Regions from separate parts of the Mus musculus genome. Here all the other regions are linked to region 2. A link is a contact called in public HiChIP or PLAC-seq and promoter capture Hi-C data. All regions are on one chromosome and are shown on one strand. Each heading gives the region's core, a stretch centred on a gene start, on an enhancer-like site or on the middle of the called end of the contact. The rest is flanking DNA. Distances are from core to core; before and after follow the strand shown. Region 1 holds the start of Stat3 (signal transducer and activator of transcription 3). Region 2 holds the start of Jup (junction plakoglobin). Region 3 holds the start of A830036E02Rik (RIKEN cDNA A830036E02 gene). Region 4 holds the start of Becn1 (beclin 1, autophagy related). Region 5 holds the start of Naglu (alpha-N-acetylglucosaminidase (Sanfilippo disease IIIB)). Region 6 holds the start of Krt23 (keratin 23). Region 7 holds the start of Cavin1 (caveolae associated 1).

Region 1 (2,700 bases), core at 125-2,624, 540 kb before region 2:
AGTTCATTCTCTATGACAGAAAGCCAAGCATATACACGTACCATGAACTGCTGATTCCAACTCAGTAAAATCTGTACTCCCAACATACAAGACGTGAAATAGGTCAGATAATTTCAAGAGCGTCAAGACCCCCCCCAAAAGACTAAATGGATGTTACTCCTAACTCCTGCCACTCTAGTTAAGCAGTAGTGGGAAAGTGTGGAAGAACTGGTTTGTCTCAATTGGACATTTAAGTTTAATGGTGAAAGACTAGTTAATGTTAACAATGAATCCTAAAATCATCAGAATATTTTATGGGCTTTCTCTCTGTGTGTGTTAGCTTCAGTTCTTAAAATTAAGTGCCTAATTAAAAGTGATTTAATTTTGTCTGCACGTTTTTCTGCACAAGGTGTGTGTCTTTGCTGCGGGCAGAGGCCTGAGGAGGGCTTCAGATCCCCCCCCCCCCCCCAGACCCCAGAGTGGAGTTACAAATGGCTAAGAGCCATCTTGTGGGATGCTGGAACTTGAACTTGAATTTTTACCAGGATCAGCCTGGCAGTCCCCTTAACTTAGGCATCCCTCTAGCTCCTAAAATAAGTACCTTTTAATGGAAACAAGTTGGTCAAAACTATCTTTCAGAATTTCAAGACCCAGTATAACAGTTTAAAAAAAAAAGAACTCAGACACACGTGGAAATGGCAAGTACTGTGTATTCGTGTCAGCTGTCATGCATAGGCTCTCTGCATTTCTGTGAGCTGACCAATCAGCCTTGCTGTTGAGATTCAGGTTTGAAATGGTGGAACAGAGAACCGGGTTATAGCCACTATTCTCCCCCACGCAATCTAGTAATTACTCTATTTCCACGTCATATTTCCGGGTGTATGCCCATAATCACGCAGAACTGAAGTTCAGAGCAGCCAGGAGTTGCCCATGTTCTTTTTTGATGTCTCCACAAACCCAAATGCTTAAGTGGGGTGACACCTGGGGACCGCCTAAGTGGCTGATTCCCACGTGGTAAGGAGCTCACAAACTCGCCCCCACGTGGTGCCAAGGGCCGGGAAAAGGGAGAGCGGGCAGAAGCGAGCCGTATCAGGGCATTTAAAGTGTCTTGACGTCACGCACTGCCAGGAACTCAGCTGAGTTTTCAGCAGGACATTCCGCTAATGTCTCCTCCCTCCCCCCGGGCTTTTTTGTAAGCTAGGCCTCTGCGCGTCCCTTGGTCGCGGAGGGAGGAGCACAAAGCTCTCAGAACAGCCAACTCAGGGAGGTGTGCCCAGAGCTCTCGACCCCGCCTTCTCTCCTAGAGGCGTTTTTCATTGGTTAGTGGGCGGGGCTTAGGAAGTACAGCGCTCGCCCGGAGGCCTCAGGGTGGCCTAGCCAGCTGGCCATTCCTTAATTATGCATGGAGGCGTGTCTTGGCCAGTGGCGGCTGGGTGGGGATTGGCTGGAGGGGCTGTAATTCAGCGGTTTCCGGAGCTGCAGTGTAGACAGGGAGGGGGAACCTGGGGTTCCGACGTCGCGGCGGAGGGAACGAGCCCTAACCGGATCGCTGAGGTACAACCCCGCTCGGTGTCGCCTGACCGCGTCGGCTAGGAGAGGCCAGGCGGCCCTCGGGAGCCCAGCAGCTCGCGCCTGGAGTCAGCGCAGGCCGGCCAGTCGGGCCTCAGCCCCGGAGACAGGTGAAGGGGGTGCAGGGTGGGGCCACCTCCCCGACGGCACGGGGGACGGCATGGGGGACCCCACGGTTCGTCAGCTGTGGGGGTGCTTAGAGCTGTGAATGGACACTTACATGGGGCAGGAGGATAGGAGGAGACACACAGGGTCGTCCCGGCGGCACTGACGTCCGGATGACAGGAACCAGCCTGGGAAAGGAAGGGACGCTGTAAGTTTCGAGGGGGAGATGCGGAGAGAGAGTGGGGAGTTCTGGGGGGTGTAGGACCGTGGGGGGGAGGACATTCTAGGCTGAGGGTAACAGAACTGACAGAAGCGGCCCTCCTGTGACTGCTCCCGGAGGCTAGGGACGTTCGGGCCACCAGAGCCACTGCCACTCAGGTGGAGATCATTGGGGTGGAGGCGTTAGAAGGAGCCTCCTTCCTGCCCCTGTGCTGGGCCTGGCCGTTCCTTGCCTAGCCACTTTCTTTGCCTTGCTCCCGTTCCTTCTGTAGTCAGCTGTACCCACTTAGGAGGTGGGAACTGTTGTGTCTCTCCTCCTGCCTCTCCGCCCCTCCCCCTCCCCCTCCCCCCCCCCCCCCAGCCTCTGGGACTGGCTAGATTTTTTTCTTAAGAATCAGATTTCCTATAGAAAATTGACAAACTTGTATCCTTTCTAAATTCTCTCCCATCTCTTTCTGTGTTAAGCTATGATTTCCCCCACCTTGTTAAGAACACTTTTTTTTTTCCCAATTCAAAATAAATCCCTGGCCAAACCAGCTCTAAAGAGCAACAAACCTCTTTCCTCTTTGACATTGTTCTCTCATAAACACCTGGTAAACTCGACGAGACGATAAATAATTGAGCCATTGCATTTACTGGATCGTGGTGTTGCTTAATTGCACAGGCCAGGGTGAGCCAATCAAGAGTGGGAGTTTTCTGTCTCATAGCCAAGCTCTTGTGTAAAAGCAGAAGCTAGGGAAACAAAGACAGGCTGGCCTTGGCTGAGTTCTGTGTGTAAACTTTACCTGTTGGGGGGTGTGTGGCTATAAATTGGTAAGTTGGCAAAAT
Region 2 (2,700 bases), core at 182-2,681:
ATCTCCTTTGTCTGTTTCTCCCTGGAGCAGTATCCAGCCCCCCCCCGCCCCACCCCCAAAACACACTGACCCTTCTGCTCTGGGACTTGAAAGAAGGTGTCGGCCCAGGCGTGGTGGCGCACGCCTTTAATCCCAGCACTCGGGAGGCAGAGGCAGGTGGATTTCTGGGTTCGAGGCCAGCCTGGTCTACAAAGTGAGTTCCAGGATAGCCAGGGCTATACAGAGAAACTCTGTCTGGAAAAACAAAAACAAAAACAAAAACAAAAAAAAAAAAAAAAGAAAGAAGGTGTCGGAGTTTAGAGTGTACCATATTTCCTAGTCTTGTGATCTCTTTGGAGCGTAGTTTTAAAATCGCATTACATTTTATTTACTTTTATGTGTGTGGCACTTGTGCCAAGGCGGGAGATCAGAGGACAGAGGACAACCTGTGAGACTTGGCTGTTGTCTCCCTCCATGAGGTATCAGACTCGGGTGGTCACATCTGCACAACTGAGGCACCACACAAGCCCATTAAAAATATTCTTTTAACATGGATCATTTCGATCCCACTTTGAAGACCAGGCTGGCCTCTTAACTCACAGAGATCTGCCTGCCTCTGCCTCCTCGAGTGCCACCACTGCCTGGCTGCTCCAGCACTTTTTAAGAACTGTCTCGAACTGAGACAGTTTAAATACTGACATTCCTCAGCTGTTTAAGTGCTACTACAAAGCTTATTTCATTTAATCTCTCCAACCTAAGATAGATAAAGCTAATGAACCCACTTTACAGAAGAGATACAGGGTGAAAGGTACACTAACTAGCCTAAGGTCATACAAAGATTAAGGGGAGAACCCAAACCCAGGCCTGCTAATTCTAAACAGAAGGGATCAGGGAACACTCCATCTTTTGTAGGGGGGAGAAAATCCCAACCCAGCACAAAGCCTATGAAATGCTTTACAAACATCTTATTACTACGTTGAGGCAAGAATGAATAAGCCTGACGCTGAGTTGGCTGGCTAGTGAAGGCGTCAGTCCTTTCCCATGCCTCCCCCTGACTCACCTGTTGGACAGGTAGGGGGGGAAGGGGAGAATAATGAGTCTTACCTGCTCAGGGCTAGGGTGGGGCAAGTCACGCCCCACCTGATCCATTGGCTTTTTCCTTAGTCTTACTGACAGCCCTCTGTCCAATCATAAAGAAGAAACTTTCTATTTGCCAATAGATGCAGAGTGAGGATGAGACCTCAAGTTGGCGTCCACCCCAGAGTCGAGTGGCAGTCCCTGGGGCCAATGGTGAGCGCATAAACAGAGGCGGCCGTGGTAGAGGTCCCGGCGCGAGGCTCCGCCCCTCGATGGGATAGTCAGGCTGGGCAGCCAGTGAGATAGCCTCAGAGGGTGGGAGTCTCCCTAGGGGGCGGAGCTTCGAGGGGGCGAGAGGTGTGGCTTGGCTGTCAGGTCCCTTTGCCTTTTGTTCGGTTACTGAGTTGCTGCCTTGGCCAGAGTCCGGAGCAGCCGCCGCCCGAGTGCGCCGAGCTCAGTTCGCTGCCCGCGCCGGCTCCCTCCCGGCCAGACCCGACCCCGATTCGGCTCAGCCCGGCTCCACGCTCAGGTACACCCGATCGGGGTACGAATCACTGTGGGAGAGTAGGGACAGCAAGCGGCCGGGAGGCTGGTTCCAGCGGTTTCAGGGCAGGTGAGGGCGGGTGTCAGGGAGCGCATCCTACACCAGCGACAGGGGGCGCGCTGGGGTCCGGGGCGCGGGACCCTTGGGACAAGCAATCTGGGTTGGAGCGCCCCTCCAGGCTCGGTGAACCGCAGGTCTGAGAAGGGTGGGGAGGAACTAGGGCAGGTGCCTCGGAGTTCGCGCCTCCCCCAGGGCCCCAGAGCTCGCCTAACACGGCGTCCCTGACTCTCCCCTGGAGCTGACCGAGCAGACTTTGACCCGCTCCGCCTGGTCCCGGAGCTCACGGTGACAGGAATTTACCGTTTGGGAAACTTGCTGCCTAGTCTCTTTGGGGCCACCCTCACCGCACCCCACGCGTCATCCTCGCTTTCTCTCCCTCCCTCCCTACTCCCCCAGGCCTGGGTGGGGCCCTATTGTCTGCGCCCAGCTTTCCAAACTGTGGGGGCCGAGTGCACATTTTCCCAGGGACGCAATTCCCACCTGCTGAGCAGAGCAGGTGAGCGCTTGGAAGACGGAGGCCCTGCCCTGCAGCTCCGAGCTGGACCTGTGGCGCCTCCCTCCGCTCTAGTGTACGCCGGTCAATGCCTTCTCCTACGGAGGTGGGATAGGGTGACTGGGGAACTGGTGAAGGGTCTGGGCTGAGTGCCCTACCGATGTCTGACACTGGTGGCTTGGCCTGGAGTCTGGGCCGGTAGAGAAAATTTAAGAAGCACTCGCCCAGTTTTTAGTAGCTGTGGTTTCCAGAGTGTTGATAGGGAAACAGCAATATCTTTTGATTTCTGCAACCCATTCTTGTTGAGAAATCACTCCAAACAAACTTTCCAGGAGAAAGTAACCATGGGAGCCTTTTCTAGGATTTTTCTAGTCTCCTTGTTGAGAGCTGATTCTAGGCTTGGTGGTACTTCTTGGAGGAAAACCCCTTCCCCCAGTCAGCTCCAAGCTGAACGTAGCCAGTGTGTGCGCTTTGACCCTGTTCTCCCTGCCCCCAACTCCATCCTGTTTGCCAGGCCCCTAAGGCCTGAGGTAGGGACCAATGGGGG
Region 3 (2,700 bases), core at 28-2,527, 980 kb after region 2:
ATCGGAAAGATGCAGAGGCCTGGTTTCTTGAAAAGGTAACACCGCGAGATTTGATGCATTCCCAGAAAGCCCTTTGAGCCAGCGCAGAGCTCACCCCATCCACCTACTTTGCTGTTGCAGAGCAGAGAGCTCCGAAAAGAGATCAGCAGCAACACGGAGCAGCTTCAGTCCAGCAAGAGCGAGGTCACCGACCTGAAGCGCATGGTGCAGAACCTAGAGATTGAACTCCAGTCCCAGCTCGCCATGGTAGCGTGACATGCAGAGAGAGATGATGCATCCTTTAACTTCCAAAAAAAAAGATGTTGCACCCACCGTATGCTGGACCATGGGCTGCCCATCTTGTTCTCTGATCCCCAGACAATTCTGTCTATCTCCCATTTGCAGAAGTCGTCCCTGGAAGGCTCGCTGGCTGAAACCGAGGGTGGGTACTGCTGCCAACTGTCTCAGGTGCAGCAGCTGATCGGCAGCCTGGAGGAGCAACTCCAACAGGTGCGGGCTGACGCGGAGCGCCAGAATGCGGACCACCAGCGGCTGCTGGGCGTCAAGGCTCGCCTGGAGATGGAGATTGAGACCTACCGCCGGCTGCTGGAGGGGGACAGCCAAGGGTGAGCAGACAATAAGATTGGAAACATCGTAGGGGCTGAAAGACTGTGGACACCTGATGCAGATTTTTTTTCTGCAGTGGGAGAAGAGGGCTGTAGTCGACTAAACAGGGAACAAATCTTGCCAGTGATCCTAGCACTGAGGAGTCTGGGGCAAGAGGAACCCACGTTCCAGACCAACCTGAGCTACATCTGCATACTGCCTGCAGGAAGAGGGGGTGGGCTGGGAAGCTTGCAAGTGTAGAGAACTGAGTCCAGAGCCCCCAAAACCCATGTCGAGTGTATCTCTAACCTCATCGCTCCTGCTGAAGACAGAAGGTGGAGGCATGAAGAGCCTCAGAAGTCTGTGGCCCAGTGTGTCTCAAACAAGGTGTAGTCCAGAACCAACACATGAACATGCATGCACACACACACACACACACACACACACACAGACTTTTGAAGAGGAGGGAAAAAAGGATAAAACAACAAATCTAGAAAATGCATGCCTAGAATTTACTAGATAATAGAATGTATTCAGCCACTATCTCACTTGATACAAATTAATAAAATGCTCATTGTAAATGAGTACTTACATGTTCTAGAAGAACCATCTCTTGATGCTAGGGATAACACATCGATAGCAGCATCCGGATCACCCAGCCCCACGGTAGCAAACCCGTCATCAACAATAGCAGCCTAATCTGGAAGGAAGAGCCCCAGATGGTAAATTAAGACAGCTGATTTCTGAGACCAAGCTGCTCCCCCTCAGAGCCCATTGTAGGAGGTTTGGATGAAAATCTGTGCTGACCCAATTAGCTACCCTCGTGGTGCATCAGTCAGCCAAGAAACTTGTAATAGCATCTCTATTTTTGTTGCGGTTGTGTAGGCGTCTCTCATGTTTAAGCTCAAGCAGCAGGGTCTCCTTACTTATCCAACAATCACGTGAGCACAGCTCTCCTTCTCTTTACAGCGACGGTTTTGACGAGAGCTCATCCCTTTCTGTCTCCAAACCGCAGACACCATCAGTCGATTCCTCTAAAGGTATGGACACGAGAATCATTAAAAATAAGGCAGACTCTCATTCGTGAAATGACTAAACTGTAAGATCTCACTAAACGTTGAGTGTAAATAACTTAAAATAGATTTGTGTTCTGAGCAGGGGACATATCTCTGCTCAAACACACTGGGCAGTGGAGTGGTATATTAAAACTCTCAGCAAGCTCAAGTAAGAAAATCCTACTCTAGGAAGACAAAATGAGCGCCATGAGACGGGGTTTCTCTGTGTAGCCCTGGCTGTTCAGGAACTCGCTCTGTAGACCAGGCTGCCCTTGAACTCATGGAGATCCACCTGCCTCTGCCTCCTGAATGCTAGGATTACATTCATGCACTACCATGCACACTTCTTAAATGCTTTTAAAGTACACCAGGATTAGTGTGTGCCTGCCATCCCATCTCTTGGAGGGCTAAATTTTTTTAATAAAAATTAAAAGAGAGAGAGAGAGAAAGAGAGAGGGGGGGGGGGATAGTGAGTTCCAGGCTATCCTGGGCTAATATTTAGCAAGACCCTGAACTGAAAGAAAGAACTAGAGGAACAGAGAGATGGAGGGAGACGTTGAGCCTTTTGATTTGTGCACAAGACAGTCCTGAATAAATTTCATTTCCACTAAGTAAAACTCACTTGGTTTGGAATGGAGTCACTTGCAAAAGTCTGAATTTGACGAAAAGCTTAAGTTGAACAAGAATAAACCTTGGGTTGATAACTGCTTAGTAATAATCATCATCCTCTTTTGTGTTGTTTGTTTGTTTGTGTTTGTTTTTTACCTTTAGACCCAAATAAAACTCGAAAAATCAAGACAGTCGTGCAGGAGATAGTGAATGGCGAAGTGGTCTCATCCCAGGTTCAGGAACTTGAAGAAGAGATGTAAGGCCTCACACGGGCTCCTCTGGGATGCGAAGTTTCCAGCCAGGAGTTACTGCTTCCGTGCGCTATATGAATTCAGCACCTGTTTTGGCCAGTTTCCTTTTCCTTGGATTCTCTATGCAGGTTGGGTCTTGTTAGCATTTCTGAAACAATATCCAATTTACAAGTCTCTGTGGCTCTGCTGGTCTTCATTGC
Region 4 (2,700 bases), core at 60-2,559, 900 kb before region 2:
TCATTGTGATATTATTGTATCCACCCAAATTGGAAGCAATGGAAGTTTCCATCAATAAAGAAATTCACTGTAATCTGTGCGTTTCTGCTGTGATGTATTGCAGCAATGAGAATGTTAATTAACAAAACTGGAGCAACATGGAAAACATTCAATTATTTTTATTATCCTTAGTGGTGGTGGAGGGCAGTCCATACCCTGGAATTCCTTTGGAGGTCAACTTCATCTCCTCCTACTCCGATCCTTAGGAATTGACCTTAGGGTCTCTCTCACGTTTGGTGCACACACTTTTACAGGTTGAGCCATCTTGGCAGCCCACATATGTTAAACTTACAAAGTAGGGCTGGACATACAGTTCATTGGTGGAGTACTTGCTTAGTATATGAGAGGCCTTGGATATGATTCCAGATACACACATACTCACAGGAGCCAGCTCTCTCTCTCTCTCTCTCTCTCACACACACACACACACACACACACACACACACACACCACAAATGCATTGGTGTTTTGCATACATGGATGACTGTGTGAAAGTGGTGATAGTGGTGTCAGTTCTTGGAGTTACAGACAGTTATGAGCTGCCATGTGGGTGGATGGATTTGATTTAATCCAGGTCATCTGGAAGTGCGGTTGGTGCTTTTAACTGCTGAGCCATCTCTCCAGTCTCCACTGTCACCTTTTTATTTATTTACATTTTGTTATATACATACATAATACACACATACACATATATACATACATATAACTATCACCTTTAATGTATTTGCATTTTATTATATACACATATACAAACATATATACATACATACACACATACACATACATACATACATATAACAATAAAATTTACCATCCTGCCAAACGCACTCCCTCAGAAGGGTTTAGACAATTTGACTCTCCCAAAAATACACTTTAAAAGCTCACACATGCCGGAAGGTGGTGGTGCACGCTTTTAATCACAGCCCTTAGGAGGCTGAGGCAAGTGGATCTCTGTGAAGTGGATGCCAGCTTGGTCTACAGGGCGAGTTCCAGGTCAACCAGGGCTACACAGAGAAACCCTGTCTCAAACAAACAAACAAACAAACAAACAAACAAACAAACAACACCCTGATCCCTAAGGAATATAGAAGTGGCTCCACTTGGAAGTAACAAATCTTGAGTGGACCGTCTAAATCAGAAGAGTGTGGGCAGCTTCGGCCCACCTGTCGGCACTGCTGCACTTCCCCGCTCGGCCTTTGGATGGCGCTCCGAGCCGGGTAAACAGGGATCTGGAGCAGGGGTCCTTGCGTCAGCTCCCGTCGTGACGTCACTTCTGGTCCTGGGCGGAAGTCTTCAGCTAGCCGACCGGGAAGTAGCTGAAGACCGGGCGATGGGAACTCTGGAGGTCTCGCTCCGGGGCGGACCCGAGGCCACCGTGCCCCCGCGGTAGAACGAGCCTGGGTGGCGGGCTCCGGGCTCCTGAGGTGAGGAGCGTCGGGGCCTGAAGTGAGACCTTAGGAAGAAGCCTAGAGTCCCTGGCGGCCACTCTGGTGCCCCGTTTCCCCGCTCGGGAGACTAGACTGCCTTAGCTGGGCTCTGCCCCGGAAGCGGGTCCTCTTGGTGTCATCCCACTCCCAGAGGGAACGGCGCGGACCGGGATTTTCCTCTTCACCTCCACCACCAAGGCAGCGGGTAGCCTCGGGCCCGAGGTTCAAAGGAGCCGATTCTTCTTAACGTCGTCTTTTCTCCGCTGTCGCAGGCATGGAGGGGTCTAAGGCGTCCAGCAGCACCATGCAGGTGAGCTTCGTGTGCCAGCGCTGTAGCCAGCCTCTGAAACTGGACACGAGCTTCAAGATCCTGGACCGGGTCACCATCCAGGAACTCACAGGTCAGCAGGATCCGAGGAAAGGGGTGGTCAAGAAGGAGGGAAGTGGGCAACTTTAGGGACATTGAGGTGGCGGTCTCTGGCTTTCGGTTTTCTCGTCAGGAATAGACCTCTGACAGTGTCTCCAGAGTGAAGGAGTATTCACATATAACAGAATTTCTTGAAGATTTACCAGTGTATCAATCAGGTGTCCTGTAACAGTCCCCGTGGAAACCAGGCTTGGTGGCTCACATCTATAACTGCAGCAACTCAGGAGGCTGACGCCGGAGCTGCCTCAAGTTCCAGGCCAGCCTGCGCTATTGAATGAGACCCTGTTTCCAAAAATAAAAAGGACAGGAGAAGTGCCATGGTGCATCCTCTTACAGGTGACGAGTTGAGGTTAGAGCCATCAGTGAGCATACTTACCTGAGGTCCAGTGAAGTGTAGGAGAGCCTTGAAGCCTGAAGAAGAGAGTGAGAGAGGTGATTAGCGAGTTTAAACACGTTCATGGGCCTGGCATTAGCATGGAAACCTTGGCTTTGTTGTATATAGCTCCCTAGACCTTGATTCATTTTTATTCATAATTAGTATTAGTTATGTGTATAGGTGGTTTGCTTACATGTACATCTGTCCATGACGAGAATGCCTGATGCCGGGAGAGGCCAGAAGAGGGCGTCAGATCCCTGAACTGGAGTTAACAGGTGGTTGTGAGCCACCGTGTGAGGGCTAGGACTCGAACCTAGGTCCTTTACAGGAGCAACAGGTGCTCTAAGCTATTGAGTGATCTGCCCAGCTCTTTATTTTTCTTCTCCTTAAAAAAAAATTATTTTCATTGTTCTTGCTGTTGGTATAGACAG
Region 5 (2,700 bases), core at 73-2,572, 670 kb before region 2:
AGGTACCTGCCCTGATTGAGTTCCTGCCTTGGAACTCAATCTTGAATCTTCCTGCCTCTACCTGAGTCCTGGGATTACAGACATATACTGCCAGATACTTTGTCCCACCCTGGAAGGCCTCGGTTTCCCAGGGGCAGGGGTGTATGTAAGGCAGGCAGGAGAGTGTGAGGGGCCAGGTTGGCACAAACCCTTTGCCAGATGGCCTCCTGGCCATTCCAAGCCAGAGCCAGGTTGATGCCATTCAGTGCCATCCAGTCAATCTCTTGCTCCCAACGGGCCCAGTCCCACCACACGAAGGAGTAGCTGTGCGTGCACACATTCTGGTAATAGCGGTACCTGCGGGTAGGGGCACATTATTGGGGACATATGGGATGCCTCACTCACCCCTCTGGAACACTTCAGAGGCAGCCAGAGGCAGCTACTAACCCCAACACAGTACGCATACAGGACAGTGGGCAAAGGTTTCAATGTGCCTCCTCTCCTGCTCATTCCAAATCCACCTCGGGTGAAGCTGGAACTTCCCGCAGACCTCCCTAGCTAGTAGCTATTGTGAATACATAACTTCATTTTTATTCAACATGCCCAGAGCTCCTGCTGTGCATCCTGTGGTGTCTTAGGGTGTCAGTGCCATAAGGCAAAATTGGTCTCTCTCATGAAGAGGGCTCACAGTTCCTATAGTTTGTCATTATTTCCAGCAGTGGGGGCTGGGAAGCTAAATGATTTGGCTCAAGAATATACAGCTAGAGGGGAGCCAAGATTTGAAGGCACAGATCCCCGAGCCAGCACTTCCTTCTCAGTCTCCAGGCGAGTCTGTAGCTGCAGCCCCGACTTAGGTGTGCTGGTCCTCACCAACGGTGGCTGTCCCGAGGCTGCAGGCAGCTGCCCCAGCCGTCTGGGACCCACAGCATCAATACCTGTTGGGCGTGGTTTCGGTCAGCCCGTCGGGCACAGCGGGCAGCGGCCACGGCAGGTGCAGCTGAGCGCTGGACCAGGCCACCTGACAGCCACAGAAGTCACGCAGGTAGCGGTGCAGCCCCGCGGCTGCCGCCACGCCCGTGGAGCCGCGCACAAGCACTGGCACCCCGCCGCCGCCGCTCAGGCTGTAGGTGTCCAGGCCCGACTCGTCCGCCAGCGCGCGCTCCACGGACACCAAGAAATTGGCCGCCGGCCCGGGTCCCAGTAGCCGGACCACCAGTTCCCGCACGGCCTTTGCCTCCCGAGCCTCATCACCCACAGAGCCCCCAGCCAGGAGTAGGAACCCCAGAATCACGGCCAGCCCCGCGGCTTCCATGATGCCAACCGCGCGGCCGCTGCCCCCTCACAACCAATACCAAGCTCCGGGCCCGCGGGGCAGGGCTGCCAGCATCCAATCGGCTGCCGACCTCGGGCCACGTGACCTGAAGGTTGGCTCCTGCTACCCGCCCGGAGAACCTGGTTTCCGGACTCAGACACTGGTCAGGGTCTGCTGACCGCGCTCGTGGCTGGAGGGTGCGTGACCCTATGAAACATCCTCGGCCCGATGAGACGCTGCGCATGCCCAAGCCCTTTCAGATTCGGCCCTCTTTCTTCCGCAAGTCACTTCCCTTCCAAATATCTAGCCACTCTTTTAAGCGACGAGAATTGAAGCCAGCCAAGACTTGGCTCTACCACTAAGCTATATTCTAACCCCTCATCTAATAAATGTGTATTTGGATTTTATTTCGTATCAGACTGTTGTTTATATTAGAGAAGTCTCAGTTGTCATTTCTGGCTAAAGATCTGGAAACCAAATAAGGATTTCTCTGGGTGAGAAGATAGCTCAGTGGATAAAGCGCTTGCACCTGAGGACATTCATTTGAATTGGCAGAATCCACATAAAGCTGTCCCAGCATTGGGAGGCTGCAATCCCAGTGCTCCCGGGAGATGAGCGCTGGAGACAGCTGCCCTGATGTATAAAGTGACAGATGGGGAAGAGACCTTATCTTAAGGTAGAAGGTAACACCCGAGATTGTCCTCTATTGACAGCAAAACCCACAACTCTCGCTTCAAAAGGACTGAGAGCTTATTCTGAAGCCCAATATGAATGACCATGGCCCTGGAACAGTTTTAGGTCAACCCAGTTTCCATGTTCCAATGTGGAAATAATTTGAAGTTTTTATAGTAATGGAGCACATATCAAAACACTTTTTTGAATAGATTGGTGGAGACATCAGAAGTGGGTTATAGTGAATCTGGGAATCAGTTGCAGGCTTCAGATAACATTCTTAGCTTCCAGGATGCTGGAAGCTGGTGGTCTGTTAAATTAATGCATTTCAAAGGAAAACTCGTGTTCAGTACGTTCAAAAAAAAAAAAAAAAAAAAAAGACTTACCCATTGTCATAAAGCTGTTAGAAGTTACCTGGTGCGTTTCCTTCTATGAAGTGATGACAAATGATAACCAACAAAGAATGGCAAGGTGAACCAACACCATCTGGCAGTGTCTACTGTCCCTTGGGCTATATTTATGTCTTTTTAAAAGAAACATCATGTGTTTTCTCAAGTATATGCTCTGGTAAAACATCATATCCACCCCCCCCCCTTTTAGGCTGTCTCTAGAAGAACATCATGTGTCTATTCTTAGCAAATCATCTTTTCATGGGTCTGCTTTAGCCAAAACATCTCTCATAAGACAGTTTTTAGAAAAACATTACATGACACAAAGGAGTCTTCAAAGAAACCAGA
Region 6 (2,700 bases), core at 71-2,570, 900 kb after region 2:
CAAAGTCTCTTCTGATAACTGACATTTTATTTTTTGTTTCGTATGTATGTGTGCCTCATGTTTGTGAGCATGGGGGTGGGAGAGGATGAGCACACCAGAAAGCAGCAAAGGTCACTGGGTGTCCTCCTCTGTCACCTTCTACCTTATTCCACTGAGACAGAGTCTCTCCTTAAACCAGGAGTTACACTGGTGGGCTCCAAGCCCCAGAGACCCTCCTGTCTCTGCACTCACACCAACAACGGAAAGGTGTAATAGCAACACCACACATAGACTCTGGGGATACACATAGACTGTGTGCATGGCTGGCCCAGCAAGGACCCTGACCCTCTGAACTATCTCCATAGACCCTGACAGCTTATTTCTACGTCATCTTTAAATGGAGTCACCAGTAACCAGCACAGAGCCCTTGCCCCAAACTACATCATTATTCACTCTCAACCTCTGCCTTGGCAGAAAGTTAAGATGCATCACACATGTCAGACCACCACGACGGGCTTCCTGTTTTCATAGCCCCTGCTGTAGATCGCATACAGGTCAATGGTCCGGGGACTCAACCAAAAAAAACAGAGACTGCCCAGGGCTACTGGTCAAATAGCAAAGCCATCTTTTCCTCCCTGGAGCCCAGGGACATCCCAGGCACAGGCTGGCTTGTTTGGTTTTGAGGTGTGCTGGGATCAAAGGCATCCTGGAAGCGGAAGGCCAGTCATTCATTAATTAATTACGACTGTAATTGAGGGTTTGTTCTGAAGAGTGATTCCTTTGAAATTACTTTCCATCAAACGGCAGCAGACACAAAGGAATCAGATATTCAGAGCCCTCTCTGTTTCCTTCCGCACGGGAGCAGATTTCCTCCAGGACTTGAGATTCTGGTTTGTTCTGGTTCTAACCTTGTAAGTCTTTCTTATCCTGGTGTAAGAGGGTTTATCTGGAGCACTGTGTGTGTGAGAGAGATTAATGGTTGGTTTTTTTTAAAAGAAAAGCTATACCACACCAGTCTTACTGTGGACTTTAATCTGACCTTTTTTGGGCGAATGTACATTGGAAATTTTCCACTGCGAGATTAGAAAGACATCTGAGATCTGCTACCCACCTGGTGGCCTGGGCCACGCCTCCGGGTTACCACTGGGAGGGAGGTGGTAACTGGCATATTCACGTGGTTCTAAACAACAACAGCAGAGTGTGTTGGCCCAGGGGCACCTCCGGATTGACCAAGAGGAAACACACATTGCACAATGATAGGATCTTGTCGGTACAGTTGTCAGAGAAGGAAACTCCCACAGCAAAGGGCATAAAACCATCTCAAGCAGTCTGAGGCAGTTCAGTCCTGTGAGCGTCAGAGAGCTGAGATAGCCCTGCTCCATACACAGATGGGACCATGAACTCCAGCCACAGCTTTAACCAGACCTACTCGGCCTCTGTCCACAGCCTCGGAAGCACCCGGGGGCGGCAGGGGAGCTGCCATCGGGCACCGAGTGTCCATGGAGGCGCAGGGGGTGTCCGCATCTCCCTTTCCTTCACCACGCCAGGCTGCCTGCCTCCTGGAGGATCATGGGGGTCTGGAAGAAGCAGTCCCCTGCTAGGTGGCAATGGCAAGGCCACCATGCAGAATCTCAACGATCGCCTGGCCACATATCTGGAGAAGGTGCGGGCTCTAGAGGAGGCTAACTCGAAGCTGGAAACCCGTATACTAAGGTGGCATCAGGAGAGAGAACCCAGCCACAGAAAGGATTATTCCCAGTATGAGGAAAACATCAGCCGCCTGCAGGAGCAGGTAAGACACTGAGAGAGACCCTGTAGCTATGGTACTGCCATACCCAGAGAGGATAGAGGGAGGGGGAACCAGACTGTGTGCATGGCAGTTCCCAGGGCAAACAGCAAAAAGAACTCAGCTCAAGTACTGCTCACCCAAATCTTACTGCTATAGCTTAAGTATGGATGGATTCGGGGAAATCTGTTTATAAAAATAATTTCCTCTCTGCAAATGATGTAGAAACCAGACAGCAAACATTTCAGATTTACTATACACTATCTTTTAAACAGCAAAACTGCCTGGTTTTCTACACACTTTAAAACATGGGGGGGTGGGGCGGGGGGTGAACCAAATATGTGAGCCTTAGGAGTGTCAGACAGCCTGTCACCGTGCAAGTATCACGTAAGATCCAACGACATCACAGAAATGATAAGGCTGCTATGCAGGGTGCACCCTCGGTACACAAGGCCCAGGAGAGAATTTGCTTCCAAATCAGATCAGTTCTGCTCCACCTCAGAGGCCTGACGACAGTGTGACTCTCTATCAACAAAAGGCTGAGTTACGCTACTGTGTAGGTCATGCGGAAAAAGCTGTCTCTCCAGCAGCAGATAGATCGTGGACATCCCTGGATATTTTTCTAGGAACTGCTAAAAGATAAAGTGGGTCACACTTCTGATAAAGGCATATTGCTGGGGGTGGGGGGGTGAGAATAGTAAAATTGGGCATTTAAAAACTGGAGAGATGGGCTTCCCAAAGAATACCATGCTTCCCAGTCAAACACCTAAGATGCTCAGCTTCTACTTTCTGGGATGCCTGGATACAAGCAGAGGGGTGACAGTCATCTCACAGTTGTGTTCTTAAAGCTATAACCCTTCCCTTTGTATGAAGGAGCATGATTTAACCCCCGCACCCCCGGAAAGGCCATTGCAGGCTTCCAATATTAATACCAT
Region 7 (2,700 bases), core at 22-2,521, 570 kb before region 2:
CCACACGTTGGTGAATTGATTGATTAGATCGACGACCCTCGAGTCTCCACAGAGCAGCGTTTAACTTAAGGAGGGTGGGCACCAGACTAGAAGTGACCTTTTGCCGAGAACCCATCCAGGCGGGGAACCCCAAGCCTGGTTTCCTAATCAGGGAAAAGGTTTTCAGTATCTCTGTGGGAAAGGGAATTGGGGTGGCTCCAGGGATTGCTGAGGGCCTGTGTCTAGAGACACAGGGCAGCCTGTGTCTCTAGACGTCTGTGCTAAGGACTTTTCTGCGCCTGCTCAGAACTGCCAGCTCCTTGGTGTTCAGCACCATGAAGAAAACTGTTCGCTTCCCCATTCGGTAGTACCGCTATAGTTGCCCCAATTCCTGCCCCAGGGAAAGGTACTGAGTACCGGTGGAGTTCAGAGACCTGGAGCTAAGAACAGATGGCAACAGTAACCTGGAGTGAACCCTGGAGAGCCACCTGCCTCCTCTTGGCCTTCTTTTCTCTGCTAGGTAAAGAGATGGGGTTCCGTGATCTCCCTGAATGCTCACCTAATATCCGAGAACCCAAGGGAAGAACGAGTCCGACGCTCACATTCTTAGAATTAGCTAGATATCTGCTGGAGGGGGCCCTGGGAGAAGTGACCAAAAGCTTTTACTTTATAATTTACTTCTCGCCTTAATCATGCCCTGTCCTTACAATTCTAAGAGAAACCTAGAGGCCCTTTCTAGGCCGTCACCCTTTCTGTCATTTCATCTCTTCCCTCTCTCTCACTAACAACCCCACAAGATTTGGGGGACAGTGGTAACTCAGTGTATAGATAGACGATGGGGGCAGACCCCCAAATCTTTGAAAAAGATTGTATAGGGCAAGGATCCTCCAAGGACATGAGGCATAGACACAAACTACTCGTTTACACCCAATTCACGCGCCATTTGGACCTCAGCTTGATCTTAAAAGGCTGGAGTGGGTTTGTGGGTGAGGAAAGAGAAAGAGTAGAGCACACTCCGAAGACCTAATTCCTTTCCGCAGCTCACATTCCTCTGCCCCAGTCCCGCTGCCGCAGCCTCCACTGCCAAGGGGGGCCCTAGACTCCCGCTCCAACTATTCCAACCATCCTGAACAGGGTGGGGCGCCCAGCTCTTGGGTTCCCCTCTGCTGCCCCTCCGGGGTTGGTCTCCCCTCCTGCCCCGGTTCCTCCCTTTCTGGGGTGGGGCCAGCCAATGGCCGACGGGACTCCGGGTTTGGTCTAGGAGCCGGGCAACTCGCAGATTCCCCGCCCCACAGTTCTGGCTAGAGTCCCGGTGCGCACGGACGTGGCTCGAGTTTCCTCCGCTCTGGGCTCCTGCTCGCTGTCCAGTCTCTCGCTCCTCCTTCTCTCCCGGTCTCCCGCTCCAGTTCCACCCGGTCGGCCCCGCACGGCTCCGGGAAGCCATGGAGGATGTCACGCTCCATATCGTTGAGCGGCCGTATTCCGGATTTCCCGATGCTTCCTCAGAGGGCCCGGAGCCCACCCAAGGGGAGGCGCGGGCCACGGAGGAGCCGTCGGGGACCGGCTCCGACGAGCTGATCAAGTCGGACCAGGTGAACGGTGTGCTGGTGCTGAGCCTTCTGGATAAAATCATCGGCGCCGTTGACCAGATCCAGCTGACCCAAGCCCAGCTGGAGGAGCGACAGGCGGAGATGGAGGGCGCTGTGCAGAGCATCCAGGGAGAGCTGAGCAAGCTGGGCAAGGCGCACGCCACCACGAGCAACACCGTGAGCAAGTTGCTGGAGAAGGTGCGCAAGGTCAGCGTCAACGTGAAGACCGTGCGCGGCAGCCTGGAGCGCCAGGCCGGCCAGATAAAGAAACTGGAGGTCAACGAGGCGGAGCTGCTGAGGCGCCGCAACTTCAAAGTCATGATCTACCAGGTGAGCCCGCGGGGCGGACCGCGCCCAGAGCTGGGGTCCCGGCCTGGGATCCGGGTGGGGACACCCGGCCGAGGCTCGTCTCTCCGCCAGCCCGGCCTGGTGAGAGCGGTCAGGAGCTCCTCCCCCCTTCCTGTGAACCCAGTTGGAGTGGGGTTTAGGGAGTGGCAAACTCTTGGGGCTCACAGAGGGGCGCACCCTGCGCCTTCCTCTCCAGGCTCCTCCCCACGGTCTCTAACTCCTATCGGAAAAGTTAGCGGGCTAGACTTGGGAACGCTGAATGCTCCCAGCTTGTCTCTGTCAAACGCCTTTCCACTTGGAGGAAGTTTTTTTTTTGGTGGGGCGGAGAGAGGGAAAAGGGAGGGAATGCCCGAGGTCTCTGGTGGTCTCTGTATGCCCCTCTGTAAGCAGACACTAAAGGTGGGGCCCGGGACCTGGGGCCTCCGGCGCTGCGGGCCCGATATAGCGGGTGATTCAGGGCTCAGGCACGCAGTGGCGGGGGCGCCATGCAAGGGACACGATCGTCAGCCCCCCACACCCTATCCCCGCGCCCCCGCACCAACCTCGGCTACCCACGCATGTCCCTAGGCCGCGATCTGCCCCTGGCCTCCAGGCACTTTCAGTTCCCAAGGGTCTTGCAGTGCGCGGGCGCCCTTGGCGCCTGCTGGGAGCGGGTGGGGCAGGTAGGGTGGGCGTTAGGAGTGTAAGTGGGGCGGGTGGAGGTGGCGGTCTGGGCGCAGTGAATCACCCCACCCCCGCATGATTGCGGGGGCCATGTCCCGAGCTGTGAAGGTGCTGGTGGGTG

The links. Promoter capture Hi-C pulls out the DNA fragments that hold promoters and counts their contacts. HiChIP or PLAC-seq counts read pairs in DNA pulled down with a chosen protein or histone mark. Capture Hi-C pulls out chosen DNA fragments and counts their contacts.
Region 1: a promoter capture Hi-C map of embryonic stem cells shows a contact between it and region 2, with 2.5 times the contacts expected there. The contact joins the promoter of Stat3 here to the promoter of Jup in region 2. A contact is called at or near these places in 3 of 39 promoter capture datasets (embryonic stem cells, liver and pre-B cells), 1 of 484 Hi-C or Micro-C datasets (embryonic stem cells) and 3 of 115 datasets of contacts at active chromatin or transcription factors (embryonic forebrain, embryonic stem cells and large pre-B cells).
Region 3: a contact with region 2 is called in a promoter capture Hi-C map of hippocampal neurons, with 4 times the contacts expected there. The contact joins the promoter of A830036E02Rik here to the promoter of Jup in region 2. A contact is called at or near these places in 3 of 39 promoter capture datasets (the 3T3-L1 cell line, hippocampal neurons and pre-B cells).
Region 4: a promoter capture Hi-C map of liver shows a contact between it and region 2, with 3 times the contacts expected there. The contact joins the promoter of Becn1 here to the promoter of Jup in region 2. A contact is called at or near these places in 3 of 39 promoter capture datasets (HPC-7-derived erythroid cells, the SN4741 cell line and pre-B cells) and 2 of 9 other capture datasets (adipose tissue and liver).
Region 5: a promoter capture Hi-C map of pre-B cells shows a contact between it and region 2, with 12 times the contacts expected there. The contact joins the promoter of Naglu here to the promoter of Jup in region 2. A contact is called at or near these places in 4 of 39 promoter capture datasets (cranial neural crest, liver, pre-B cells and 1 more), 1 of 15 datasets of contacts at CTCF or cohesin (large pre-B cells) and 2 of 115 datasets of contacts at active chromatin or transcription factors (embryonic stem cells and microglia).
Region 6: an H3K27ac HiChIP or PLAC-seq map of extraembryonic endoderm stem cells shows a contact between it and region 2. The contact joins the promoter of Krt23 here to the promoter of Jup in region 2. A contact is called at or near these places in 1 of 39 promoter capture datasets (liver) and 1 of 115 datasets of contacts at active chromatin or transcription factors (extraembryonic endoderm stem cells).
Region 7: a contact with region 2 is called in a promoter capture Hi-C map of hippocampal neurons, with 2.3 times the contacts expected there. The contact joins the promoter of Cavin1 here to the promoter of Jup in region 2. A contact is called at or near these places in 10 of 39 promoter capture datasets (3T3-L1-derived adipocytes, the C10 cell line, cranial neural crest and 6 more).

What each region holds. Positions count from the first base shown.
Region 1 is chr11:100,938,214-100,940,913 of GRCm38.p6, reverse strand. It overlaps Stat3 (signal transducer and activator of transcription 3), which reads left to right and starts at 1,374. Exons shown (of 24, transcript NM_213659.3): 1 at 1,374-1,658. Gm46295 (a long non-coding RNA gene) reads right to left here and starts at 2,576. Exons shown (of 2, transcript XR_001780333.2): 1 at 2,428-2,576; 2 at 672-1,841.
Region 2 is chr11:100,396,521-100,399,220 of GRCm38.p6, reverse strand. Jup (junction plakoglobin) reads left to right here and starts at 1,431. Exons shown (of 14, transcript NM_010593.2): 1 at 1,431-1,585. Gm12348 (predicted gene 12348) reads right to left here and starts at 1,105. Exons shown (of 4, transcript NR_132425.1): 1 at 1,084-1,105.
Region 3 is chr11:99,415,820-99,418,519 of GRCm38.p6, reverse strand. A830036E02Rik (RIKEN cDNA A830036E02 gene) reads right to left here and starts at 1,277. Exons shown (of 4, transcript NR_153851.1): 1 at 1,178-1,277; 2 at 108-585. It overlaps Krt12 (keratin 12), which reads left to right. Exons shown (of 8, transcript NM_010661.2): 4 at 1-35; 5 at 121-246; 6 at 385-605; 7 at 1,555-1,625; 8 at 2,412-2,700. The coding sequence ends at 2,509.
Region 4 is chr11:101,300,895-101,303,594 of GRCm38.p6, reverse strand. Becn1 (beclin 1, autophagy related) reads left to right here and starts at 1,309. Exons shown (of 12, transcript NM_019584.4): 1 at 1,309-1,463; 2 at 1,739-1,867. The coding sequence starts at 1,741.
Region 5 is chr11:101,068,716-101,071,415 of GRCm38.p6, reverse strand. Naglu (alpha-N-acetylglucosaminidase (Sanfilippo disease IIIB)) reads right to left here and starts at 1,322. Exons shown (of 6, transcript NM_013792.2): 1 at 915-1,322; 2 at 189-336. The coding sequence starts at 1,291.
Region 6 is chr11:99,491,740-99,494,439 of GRCm38.p6, reverse strand. Krt23 (keratin 23) reads left to right here and starts at 1,320. Exons shown (of 8, transcript NM_033373.2): 1 at 1,320-1,771. The coding sequence starts at 1,376.
Region 7 is chr11:100,969,188-100,971,887 of GRCm38.p6, reverse strand. It overlaps Cavin1 (caveolae associated 1), which reads left to right and starts at 1,271. Exons shown (of 2, transcript NM_008986.2): 1 at 1,271-1,898. The coding sequence starts at 1,422.